Regions from separate parts of the Zea mays genome. Here regions 1 and 2 are each linked to region 3. The links are chromatin contacts, called in public Hi-C maps. All regions are on one chromosome and are shown on one strand. Each heading gives the region's core, a stretch centred on a gene start, on an enhancer-like site or on the middle of the called end of the contact. The rest is flanking DNA. Distances are from core to core; before and after follow the strand shown.

Region 1 (4,023 bases), core at 56-2,555, 420 kb before region 3:
GAGATATTTTGACTTACTAGGAATTAAAACACACTCAATCCAACTCAATCTATATTGAATTGGGTAGAACCGAACAAGCCCTAATGGTTCTACTCTGAGATGTATACACCATTTGAATCATCAGGTATATGGTTTGGTTATTTTTTGGTGACGAAAACTCAAAACTTGCCGTGTGTGCAATGCTACCATTTCTTTATTTATTATATCTAAAAACCACAAAAATCAATGGAAACATATACATGCATGTAGCAGTTTGACGGAAACTAAACGCGGTCAAGAAAGGAATGTTGAGAAAATATGGATGCAATAACATACTCCTGTGCAAGCAATAGAGCACTTTGGACACAAAAACAAATTAATGGAATGTTGGGTGTCTCTCTCTCTCACACACTTTATGTAAAAGGATAGGCAAGAAAACGACACGACGACCACGTATATATCTGTCTCTATATAGTGATATTGAGAAAATATGGATGCAATAACATACTCCTGTGTATCTGACGATAATATAAATAAAACGAGTAGACCAAGAGAAAAAAATGAGTAGTTGCTTGAAACCTGATGAGTGTCGTCATTATTCCTCCCAATGCAACATCAACAGTTCATTCAATAAAGCAAAAGTAACAGCTAGACATGACGAAATAAACTCAACGAACGGGAACAGACGATGCTACTACTGCTACTACATACTCCACTAATCTAGCTAGTAGTGCTGATTTGCGTTGCTAATACTCAATTAATTAGCAGGGCAAGCTAATCTCAGAATGGTAACGGGAGCTAGCTAGGCTATAGCTAGGCGTGGGTGTAGAGCGAGGCGAGGCTTCGTCGGCAGCGGGCGCAGGAGAACCTGCGCTTGTTCTTGACGCACAGCGGCAGGCAGCAGAGCACCCGCCGCACGCTCTCCACGTCCGTGGCCACCACCGCGCCGCCGCACCGCGGGCACGCCCCCGGCGCCTTCTGCTCCGCCGTCACCGTCTCCTCCGCCACGCCGCAGCACGCCGCCGCCATTGACGACTTTGCCATATTATGTCCTTCTCCTGCTAGCTATACGACGTCGTCCTCGCCTCGCCGTGTGAACCTCTCTTTCTCTGTGTGTTTATTTCTACCTCAACGGCTAGCTAGCAAGAAGGTTCTTTGAGGTTGTGGGAAGCGAGGCGAGAAGTGAGATATAGCTGGGAGAAGAGAGTGGGAGACAAGATGCGGACACAGCACAGGGAGGAAGAAAGGAGATCCCAGACCAGGAGCTATACCTACCTAGCGACGGTCGTGCATGTGAGCGAGTGTGCAATGTGTGTATGTGCACCTAGCGCGTTGTAGTGTTGGGAATTGGGTCGGGTCGAGTGGGTCCATCCAAGAAATTTGTGTTTCGTGTAAAACGAGTTTAGACTAGAAAAGCTCAAAAAAAAAAACTTTTTGACCGTGTTGTGCCAGGTCGAAGTGTAAAAACAGTAGTCCAACTCGGTCCTAAACCACGTCGTGCCTTCGTTGAGTCGTGCCGGTTCAAGCCCGACTCATATATTTGACCATATAAAATTAAAATATTACAACCAAATAAAAGTTAATAGCTTATTAAATTAAAGATATTAAACAATCTTAGCATCATTTGACTACATAAACTCTAAATATCATAACAATATAAAGTCGATAGCATACTAAATTAAAGAAATTAAATAACTTAAGTTTTATTGGGCCGTGCTGGGCTCGACGGGCCAAAATTTAAGGTCCAGCCCAAACACTCAATCATGGTATCCTGATCCATATTATTTTATGTTGAGTCATACTTTGGATTTCTGTTTTCGGGCTGTGCACGTGTTCGTACTAGCCAAAAAGCCATGCCATATTTCCAGCACTATCTCCCACCACTATCGCATTGTTTGGTTTGGTTTGACATGTTGCTAGCTGTCACAGCACGCGCGCTGCTACTACTAGCTCTCTGTAGCTGCTTGCGTATTCGTGGCGCCCAGGTGGAAGATATATCCACAAATGGATAGGCCCGCATGATCACTGTGTGATTATTTTATGCATTTGGGGAAGGCCATCTGGGGGCACATCTTACCTGCTAATATTGGACTTGCCACACGGAAATGCTTTTATGTTTCTTTATAATGTGTTTAGTTTTAGGTCAAAATAGTATGAGACGAGGACGATATTCGTCTACTTGATTTTTAGGATCACACCACCACCAAAAATTACTTCGATGTTCATCTCATACTTGCGTGACTCTCATCAAACACTATAAAAAATGTGGCCGCTCTCTTCCATTCCTTCTTATATGTCCAACCAAACACATACTTAATTAGCTATAATTGGCTATCTTGGCCTGATTAAAGTGGTTTTCGTGTAGTATACGGCCTCTTGGTTGGATAAGCCAAACGGTCTTCCACAACAATCTATTTTGTTTACATCTACAACTATGTTCAAATAAACTAGTGCTCATTTTATTATTTGGCAGGCGACATTGATTTCTTTCAAGTTGGAACGTCTTGGTAATCGATTTGTTGCTTTCGAGCAAAGCGACCAACCGCTCTTACTCCAAATCTTTGTTCAGTGCGTGTGCGCTAGCACACATAAATATAAATGGCGCACACCACACAGTCATTTTTATTGTTCTATATGCTATGGAACAATAGCAACGCTACTGTTTAGAACCCATAGAGCTAATAAATAGCCAACTAACAAATTGTTTCACACCCCCAATGTCAGAAATAGCTTATGAGCATTACCAAATCCTGATTGAGGACATACAAAGACAACATATATCTGATCATCAAGACATATGGGTATACTAGTCTCTCCTGGGGGACAGATCAATACTCAGCCCCGAATGTTTATAAACAGATGGCTTGGGACGAGGCAGTCCACCCCGCTTATGCCTGCCTGTGGAAAACAAAACGTCAACCGAAATACAAAGTATTCTTTTGGCTGTTCCTGAAAAACAGATTGAACACAAGATCTATGCTCAAAAGAAGGAACATGAAACTTAACTTGTATACGTGCGAAAACTGCATTCGCTAGAAAGAAGAAACTCCCTCGCATCTCTCCCTAAAATGCAGTTATGCAAAAAGATGTTGCCAACTGATAGGGGTTATACCACCACACACTTCCAATCAATTTTGTAATTGTACAACATATGCGTACGCAACTAACGAAAACTTGGAGGATGGAGGTTATCATCGTCATCATGATTTGGTGCATATGGAAATGCAGAAATGGATGGATCTTTGAAAACAAACCGCCCACGACAACAATGTGCAAAAAATGTTTGTAAAGGAAATGATCCTTCTTTATCATAGAGTAAAACCCCAAATACTAGCCAAAATTAGGTCATGGTTATAGCTGATTTCCTTGTAATCTAAATATTCACACTTGTACATATCCATTTTTAATACAAATAGTACAGTAGATTGAACGAGCTAATAAATTAATTATTACATGTGAGTTAGCTAACAATTAATTGGAGACATTAGCTACATGTGTTTTTTACAGATAACTTTAGCTCTAGAGGTTCCAAACAGGACCTTATTTCTTATTTCTTCTTTTCTATTTCCTTCTTCTATGTTTATTCATCTCCTTTGAGGCAGAGGGAGAAGCCCACTAGAAATCATCGTCGACCCATATCCGCCGCCCAAATGTGATTCTCCCGACCGCATTCTAGTGATTGTGTAAAGGATCGATTTGTGGTCCTATTCATCTACTTTAATATAAATCCAACAAGGATATGGAAAACAGAAATCCAAATACATGTTTGGTTAAACAATCAGCCGAAAGAGAATGCCTAAATGTTATCGTGTCCAACCGGATAATCAAATACACGTTTGAGTAGATGGACATCCATATATAGGTACTCTCTATATTGCATCTAAAATGGGTATTGAGTATAGGTTACCTATGCTACAATGTCATTTAGATATCTAAGGGCTAGTTTGGAAACATAAATCCCCTTGGGATCCCCCTTATTTCCTAGGGTGAGGAATCCCTTCAAGTGACATTTGAATAAGACATTTAGTTGTTTTTGGTAGGTTT
Region 2 (3,867 bases), core at 934-3,433, 340 kb before region 3:
TTCATCCTCAACCCAGGAGAAGAGCCACAAGCCATGTACAACCGGCTCAAGGCAATGGTGAACCAAGTTCGCAACCTCAGGAGCACCAAGTGGGATGACCCTGAAATGGTCAAGGTTATTCTAAGATCTCTTGTTTTTCGTAACCCCACTCAAGTGCAATTAATTCATGGGGATCCAAGGTATAAGCAAATGTCTCCCGAGGAGGTGATTGACAAGTTTGTGAGCTTTGAACTTATGATCAAAGACTCCAAACACATTGTCAACATGGAGCAAGGCACCACCTCCACACCCAAGGTGCAACCCGTTGCATTCAAGGCAACAGAAGAAAAGAAGGAAGAGCTTACACCAACAAATAGGCTCCCAATTAATGCCTCCAAGGTTGACAACGACGAAATGGTTCTTATCATTAAGAGCTTCTGACAAATCCTCAAGCAAAGGAAGGGGAAGGACTACAAACCTCGCTCCAAGAGGGTTTGCTACCGGTGTGGTAAGCCCGATCACTATATTTCTAAAAGTCCAAATACAAGTGATAGTGACAGGGACGACGATAAGAAAGGGAAGAATAAGATGGAGAAGAAGAAATACTACAACAAGAAGGGTGGCGAGGCGCACATGAGACGGGAATGGGACTCCGACGAGAGCTCCACCGATTCCTCCGACGAGGACGCCACCAACATCGCGGTCAACAAATGTAAAGCCCAAAATTGGTAGAAGGGAAAAATAACAAAGTGAATATATTTAAGATAGTGTTTTAGGGATTTTTTAAACCCTTTGGATATTAATTGGTTTCTTTTGCTTGTAAATGTTCAATTAAATGGAATTAAGCTAGCCAAATCATAAAATAACTAAATACAGAAATATACACCCCATGATGAAGTTTTGGCATTCTTGTATTTGTATTCAAAGGATGAGACAAGCTTAAATTAGGAAATTAAAATTTGAAAAAGGAAGAAAATATGTATTGTAGGGGAAATAATAATGATATATAAATAAATATATCCTCGCATACTGGTATTTTTAATTATGCACTTAACCTGTGTGTGAAACTCACAAACAAATTTAAATTCAAATACTAGATTTCTGAATTGAGAAAGAAATTCAAAACAAAAAAGAAAAAGGGAACTATTCCAGGTTGGGCCATGACGGGGGATATTGGCCCAGCAGCACAGGCACGCGGCCAGGCTACCTGCGCGATGCTGACGTGTGGGCCGCCACGGTAGCCCCTTTTCCCAACTTCGCGCCCGTGACACCAATTGACCTGGGCGCTCGTCGTGCGGATGACTCGCTGTCGTGTGGGGCAACCCTGCCTGACCTCACGGGCACCTTGGCATGGGTCCCAACGGTCAGCCGACCCACTTCCCCTGCCTTCCTCAACAACGGCCCGTGCGCGCGGGTGCCGGTGATTTCCATCGCCGGGGAAACCGCAGGGCCGTTGCGACCAACCCCGCAGGCCCGGCCTTCCTCCGCTATAAATCTCTGGTCGCTTGTGACCATAGTCATACCCAGCTCCTGCGCAAAGGAACACCATCGTCGAAGAGAAGAAAAGAAGAGGAGAAAGATTTGGTCGCCGACGTCGCCTCTCTTCTCGACCATCGCCAAGGGCAAGGGCGGGACTCCAAGGGTTTCGTTGCGGCACCAGGATAGCAGTGATGGTCACTACAGGATGGTCGGGCGGCCGAGAAAGGCTAGATTTCTCGCTGAGGTTGGCCTTTCGCCGTGCGACCGCTGCGTGGCGTGGACCACTCCATCGACACCTCGACATAGGGTAATTTATCGCCTGAATTAATTGCTTTACCCTCCTAGAATTTGTAGAACCCCACGGAGTAATGTGTTTGTCGCATGTCGGCCAGTAATTGCTGGCCGGAGTTCTTCACCCCGCGGGTTGCCTTGCGTCGAGTCCTGGCTACCCCTCTTCACCATTGCTAGGGATAAGCGTTTAGTTGTGTTCGCAAGAGCATTCCAGTCGTATAGGACTTATCCGTGTATAGTGTGGCCACCATTCACGCCTAGTCGTGTGTCTCCAGTGTGATCACCGCCGGAGGGCGCTGGGCGCCGCCGCGTACAGGGTAACCTGGTGGAGAAGATCCATGGGTGCCATTGATCGGTCTGGGGACGGTCATGATTAGACAACCATATTCTCCTTCGCGTGATGGGTTCTGGACCGTAGATTTGTGATCGGGCGAACATGAATAGAGTGTGGTTATGCTGAATATGGATCGTAGAACTTCAATCCGGAGGTTGTCGTCTCGTACCCTTTAGTATTATAATTATAACCGGTGATCTCTGATCCTAGGGCCTAGGATCAAGGTACCCCTTCATTGCTGGGCATTTTACATAAGAGCCCCTTGAGTTTCCGGGAATCAACCCGCAGCCTCGGTCTGTTATAAAACTATCAAAAGGTAGTCCTAGAATTTGCAGAATCAACCCTGTGCTTCTAGTAAATGGTGGTCGCGGCACAGGTGATGGATAAAAGGGATAAAATAATTTAGAAAAATGATTTTTAGTTTAAAAATAATTCCTAAAACTTGTTTAGTTCATATTTAATTCGTTTTAACTCCAAATTGATTCATTCCAGTTGCATTAAATCCATACTAATATTGTTTATTCCCTGGTAACTTTATTTTGTTATGAAACCTAAATTAAAATTATGTACTTAATTTCTTTTGGACCTGACTCCTAAACCTTTAGAAAATCATATCTTTTAAATCGTAGCTCCGAATTTAGTGATTTTTGAGCCCATGATCTTGTTACGACGCGTAGAATATTCTTATGCAGTTTATTCTTGTGTTTGGTGTGATGTTAATTTTGCATATACCCTGTTTGTTTGTATTGCTATGACTAGCGCGACGTTACGAGTCATCCGAAGATCATCCTGATACCTGGGAATCTTGAGTCTCAGGCAAGTTGTGCCCTTGATCACTCCTTTTTACCTAATAATGTTCACTATTAATCATTGTGACATGCTCAGGTTAATTTGATGGGACCTAATAGGTTTTCTCTAGCATTGTTTATCCCTCACCTTGCTGACAGATGAATTATTGGGTAGATTTGCTATTTGTCTACCTAGTTTTGGGAAACTAATGTTTATTATGATCATGTTCCAAATATGTTGTTATTTAATTATTGTTCATGATAAGATCATATTGTTAATTGGAACATGGAGAACCACCCGGGAAAACAGTGCTACCACAAGGGTGGTATGGGATGCCCTTATTAGGAAAGCTAGTGGAGGACTACCTTACCCGAAAGGGGGAAGGGTAGTAGGGGAGTGGTTGGTGTAGGGAGGTCCTCGGGTTGATTCTGCTGCGATGGTGGTCAAGCGAGGTATCCCTGCATTGGGACTTCCTAGAAATTGTAGCGGGTTTTCTGAAGCTAGTGGAACTTTGTAAAGGCCTCGTAGTGTTACCCTGTCTCGCTTCCTTGGTAGAGGTGTATGGGATTCATGACCACTTGGCAGATGGGTAACATGACTTGTGGGTAAAGATGTGCAACCTGTGCAGAGTGTAAAACTGGTATATCAACCATGCTCACGGTCATGAGTGGCTCGGACACTCACATGATTAACTTATGGAACTAAACTTAATCTGTCATATGCATTGCATCGTGGGTGTTGTTATCAATTTTGATCTCTTACTTAATTGGGTCGGTATCTACTTATACTTAGTAAATGCTAATAAAATTTTGACCAACTTTAAAAACAATGCTCAGCTTTAGCCATGCTCTTTGGTAAGCCTTACACTTCACATGAGCTCCCACCCACCCTTGCTGTCTCACACCCCCCACAGGTCAAGAACAGGTACCGCAGGATGAGGCGCATGGAAGATGCTGCGATGTGATCATGAGAAGTCTAGGTCATCGTCTCCTAGT
Region 3 (4,180 bases), core at 1,460-3,959:
ATAGTCCGGTGTGACACCGGACACTGTCCGGTGCTTCACCGGATAGTCCGATGAATTATAGTGGAGCGGCCTCCCATTTTCCCGAAGGTAGCGAGTTCAGCGTCAAGTTCCCTGGTGCACCGGACACTGTCCGGTGGCACACCGGACAGTCCGGTGCGCCAGACCAGGGTGCCTTTTGGGATGTCTTTAGCTCTCTTTATTTGAACTCATCTTTGGTCTTTTTATTGGCTTGTTGTGAACCTTTGGCACCTGTAAAACTTATAGACTAGAGCAAACTAGTTAGTCCAAATATTTGTGTTGGGCAATTCAACCACCAAAATCAATTAGGAAAAATGTGTAAGCCTAATTCCCTTTCAATAATAAACAACTCATCTCGAACATATAAATATGATTCTTCTTCATTTCTTTATTAACAAAAATAATTACAGTTATACCTTTGGCTTTATAGAAAGCAATTTGAAGGTAAACGAACAAAACAACTTCATAAACAGAGCGATTCGGTTCGTCTCTGGCCCAAAAAATGTCCTATGCATAACACTGTTCCTCTATTTATAATCATGAGGTACAACTTCATGAAAATTACAATCATGTCCATAGATATATACATATGAACTATGAAATCGACTAAGGGCACTGTTGTCTTTTCCCATTGTAGTCTTGTTGATCAAGTCTTGAGGATTTCACCTTGCTCTTACTGGCTTCTTCGTCATGCACTTGTGCCATTGGATCGAAGCTTGTAGCTTCATCTTTGCAATTGTGATGACTACACACCATCTCTAAACGAAGATGTCATTCGGCTATTACCCTGTTACACCTTAAACAGACTTAGTAATAACTGATAAGTTAATAGTTTAAGGACCTTCGGCCAAAGAGTGCCCCTAACAAATCCCTACACACCTTGAAGCGAAAGGTCGATTTTTAGGATTCTATTAAAAAGACGGTGCCTCGGTGACGACCCACACCACAACTATTCCTAGAGACTCCATATACATATCACAAGGGGGATGTCACATCACCAAAGATTGTTGTATCCTGAAGAGACTCATCAACCAGAGCACACATCAAGCGACCCATAACTCGGCTGTTACCCTTTCTTCCCAACCAAGTAATTCATCTTTTTTATAATAGTAGATGAATTATAGATACTTTAGGTCCTAGACAGATTCATCTTAATATTTGTCTTTGAAACTTTTGGTATTTTTATTAATAAATGCATAGTTCATACAACATTGATGGCTCGGATCGTCAAATGATTTCTTGTCCCATATATATTTTCCTACTCTAAGCCTACCTCAAACATCTTGGTCATATCCTACGAGGGGGCAAAAATCATGAATCTGATCTTAACATGCTTACATATAACACATTTACCATGAATCTGATCTTAACATGTTTACATATAGTGCATTTTTCATGAATCTGATATCTTCCATGAACTCTTTAAAAATGATTTAGCCCCACAATTCTGCTTAGTTTAGACGTCACTCTATGGGTACTATGTGCTGGCCCTGCCGCTAGAAATACTTTGACAACTAAGCCTAGGCAAAGTTGGGGTCCTTTAAGGTAAGGATAGTAATTTCACTTATACGACTCTGCTACCATCCCATGCAAAATTAGCTCTTGATCGAGGTTTGGAACAAGGTATTTACTATAATGTGCCTAATTTTTTGTCTAAAATTAAAATTTTAATTTAGCCAACTAACCCTAGATAAATTGTGGCGTGGTTAGTCTATAAACAAATAGATCACAAAAACCAAAACGTGTCTATATCCGGGATAACAACTATTGTGCAAGTAGTTCTTAGGTGTAGTGTCTAAATGAGCCTTTTTGTCCGTTAGATCAAGATCTAACCATATGTCATATTTAACATTTAAACCTTTTCACCATCAGCTCGTGTAGATTTATTAAAAAAATCCTAACAACTTATGGTTGTATTTATAGTTAGATCATAATCTAACCGTTCAGAAATTGTGTTTGCAGGTTTACGCCTAAGGACTACTCGTTGTTGTCATCTACAACGTCACATAAAGTGACAGCGATAGAAACAACCATGTCACCCATTAGCAATCTGCTGACGTGCCACCACCATAATAATATCATGTCAAACCGCTTCAGGTGCGCATCAATCTAACCATGGTTAGAAATCTCGAGCGGTAACCGACGAAATTCGGTATTTTTTCTCGTTCTCGTCGTACAGCGGCCGGTGGCAAATTTCAAGAATTCCGTTTAAATTTTTTAAATTTTAAAAATCATAAAAATCTAGAAAAAAATGTATAAAAAACTAGATATTTTGGTAAGTCCAAAATATATTTTTATTCAAAAATTCATATTTTAGTATTAAAATAAATTTAATTTATTCTAGACCCGTGGATCCGAACCTAGACCGTTAAGCGGCGGTTCTCGGCAAGATATAACCAAAAACCGATCGAGAACGGCGGTTTTCAGCGAGAAAAACGAAAACCAGGATTTTAATTTTGAAAAATACAATAACGGTTTTTGGACGATGAACCAGGTTTTCAGAAAGAAATTTAATTTTGAAAACAATTTCGTTTCCGGCGTTGAGCGCAAAATATTTTGAAAACGGGACGATGAACCCTGGTCTGACAAAGACGACGAGTTACATTTAAAAATAATCGTTTTTTATTTTTAAAATTTAAAATACGTTTTTTTCGCAGGTGACCATCGCCACCAGCCCACCAACCCACCACCACAAGCACAAGCCCGCAGCATTACCACACTCTCCCCGCCACTCGCCTCCTCTGAGCTGCCTGCTTGTTCGAGCTCCCACGGCTCCAGTGTCCCCGACACATCAGCCGCTCCCTCCACTCGCCTTCCTTTTTGACGTTCCAGGATCATCCATGGCATCCAAACCAAGTAGGGAAGACTAGCATCGAACCCGCTCGTCACAGGATCCAACCGCCTAAGAAACAAAGCAGCCGTGGCGACCTCCTAGAGGAGTCAACCAGGAACAAGAAGGCATCAAGCATGTTGCCGTAGGTGGGAGGGGGAGGGCAAGGGCGCAAAAATGGCAACAACCATGGCCGGCGATGGGATGCGGCGGCGGTGAGCGCATGGAGGAGGACGAGGCGGGGACGGCGTCGTCGTCGTCGTCGCCGCCTATTGTGCAGCTGGGCTACGACCAGGTCTTGTCCGTCCTCCGTCTGCTCCCGCCCGAGGCCGTGCTGTCCTTCGCCGCCACCTGCCGCGTTTTCCGGGCCTGGGCCTCCTCGGACGCGCTCTGGGAGGCGCTGTGCTGCCGCGACTGGGGCTCCCGCGCCACCGCTGCGCTCGCCGAGCGCCGGCGCGACCGCGGCGGCGGCCTTCAGGCGCCGTGGCGGAGGGTCTACGCCGAGGTCGCCAGGCTCGGCGCGCTGTCCGCGCGACGCGTCCCCGCCAGGGGCGCCTCACCGCGGCCCCGCGCGTCGCACTCACTTAACCTCGTCGCCGGCTGGCTCGTGCTCTTCGGCGGCGGCTGCGAGGGAGGTAATTACAACCAAATTGTTTCACCACGTCCTTCTTGCTACGTAGTAATTTGGTTCACTAAGGTTAAAAAGATTATTGTTTTGTGCGTTGACTTCTCTATGAATCGATTCACGAGGGGAAATTCGATCCCTATGGCCGACTACTTCAGTAGACTTGGTGGGGTGATAAGTTGCTTACAGTTTGCAGATTATATGCAGAATTTATGTTGCTGTTGCAGGTGTCTGGTTCATGCTTTGATTTGTTTGTTTTGTTTATGTCTGTTTAAGAAAACAACAGGGTTGTTGTTCAAAAGACACTAGAATGCTTAGGCTAGTCCCAATCCATGGTATCTTACTTGATATCCAAAACTGCCACACCATAAGAAGAGTATTAAATTCTTAAGAAACTTCTGCAATGTATGATACCAAGTTACTGTATCCAATACTATGTTATGTCTGTGAAAGTGGGTCCATATGATCGAAATTAATTCTGGATTGTTAGGTGTCCAGCAAAAGCTATAACACCAAAGTGTTACAACTTCATTCTCTCTCTATTAATTATTTCTTTGCCACATAAGCAAAACATCCTACATGGCATCTAACAAATGTGGATGTCAAAACCCGTTGGGACTTTGGGAGTAGCCTTAGTTCTCAGATTTACTTATAATTTCATTTTAAAACACTTTGTTTTATCGATTATGAAGCTTGTATGGTTTTGT

The links. A called contact is a pair of places that touch in the nucleus more often than the background predicts.
Region 1: a Hi-C map of endosperm shows a contact between it and region 3, with 2.3 times the contacts expected there. The contact joins the promoter of LOC100275295 here to the promoter of LOC103641176 in region 3. A contact is called at or near these places in 2 of 25 Hi-C or Micro-C datasets (ear and endosperm).
Region 2: a Hi-C map of leaf shows a contact between it and region 3, with 4 times the contacts expected there. The contact joins the enhancer-like site here to the promoter of LOC103641176 in region 3. A contact is called at or near these places in 3 of 25 Hi-C or Micro-C datasets (all in leaf).

What each region holds. Positions count from the first base shown.
Region 1 is chr10:69,468,536-69,472,558 of Zm-B73-REFERENCE-NAM-5.0, reverse strand. LOC100275295 (Methionyl-tRNA synthetase) reads right to left here and starts at 1,305. Exons shown (of 1, transcript XM_008664544.3): 1 at 523-1,305. The coding sequence starts at 1,023. The coding sequence ends at 793.
Region 2 is chr10:69,388,002-69,391,868 of Zm-B73-REFERENCE-NAM-5.0, reverse strand. No RefSeq gene overlaps it. Among protein-coding and RNA genes, the nearest start is that of LOC103642497, 21 kb to the right of the region's middle. Within about 2 kb of position 2,183, at least 18 of the 20 cell types and tissues checked have an H3K27ac peak or open chromatin away from gene starts, as enhancers often do. A contact at or near this core is called in leaf, where this site is marked.
Region 3 is chr10:69,052,299-69,056,478 of Zm-B73-REFERENCE-NAM-5.0, reverse strand. LOC103641176 (F-box/kelch-repeat protein At1g51550) reads left to right here and starts at 2,709. Exons shown (of 2, transcript XM_008664543.4): 1 at 2,709-3,483. The coding sequence starts at 3,048.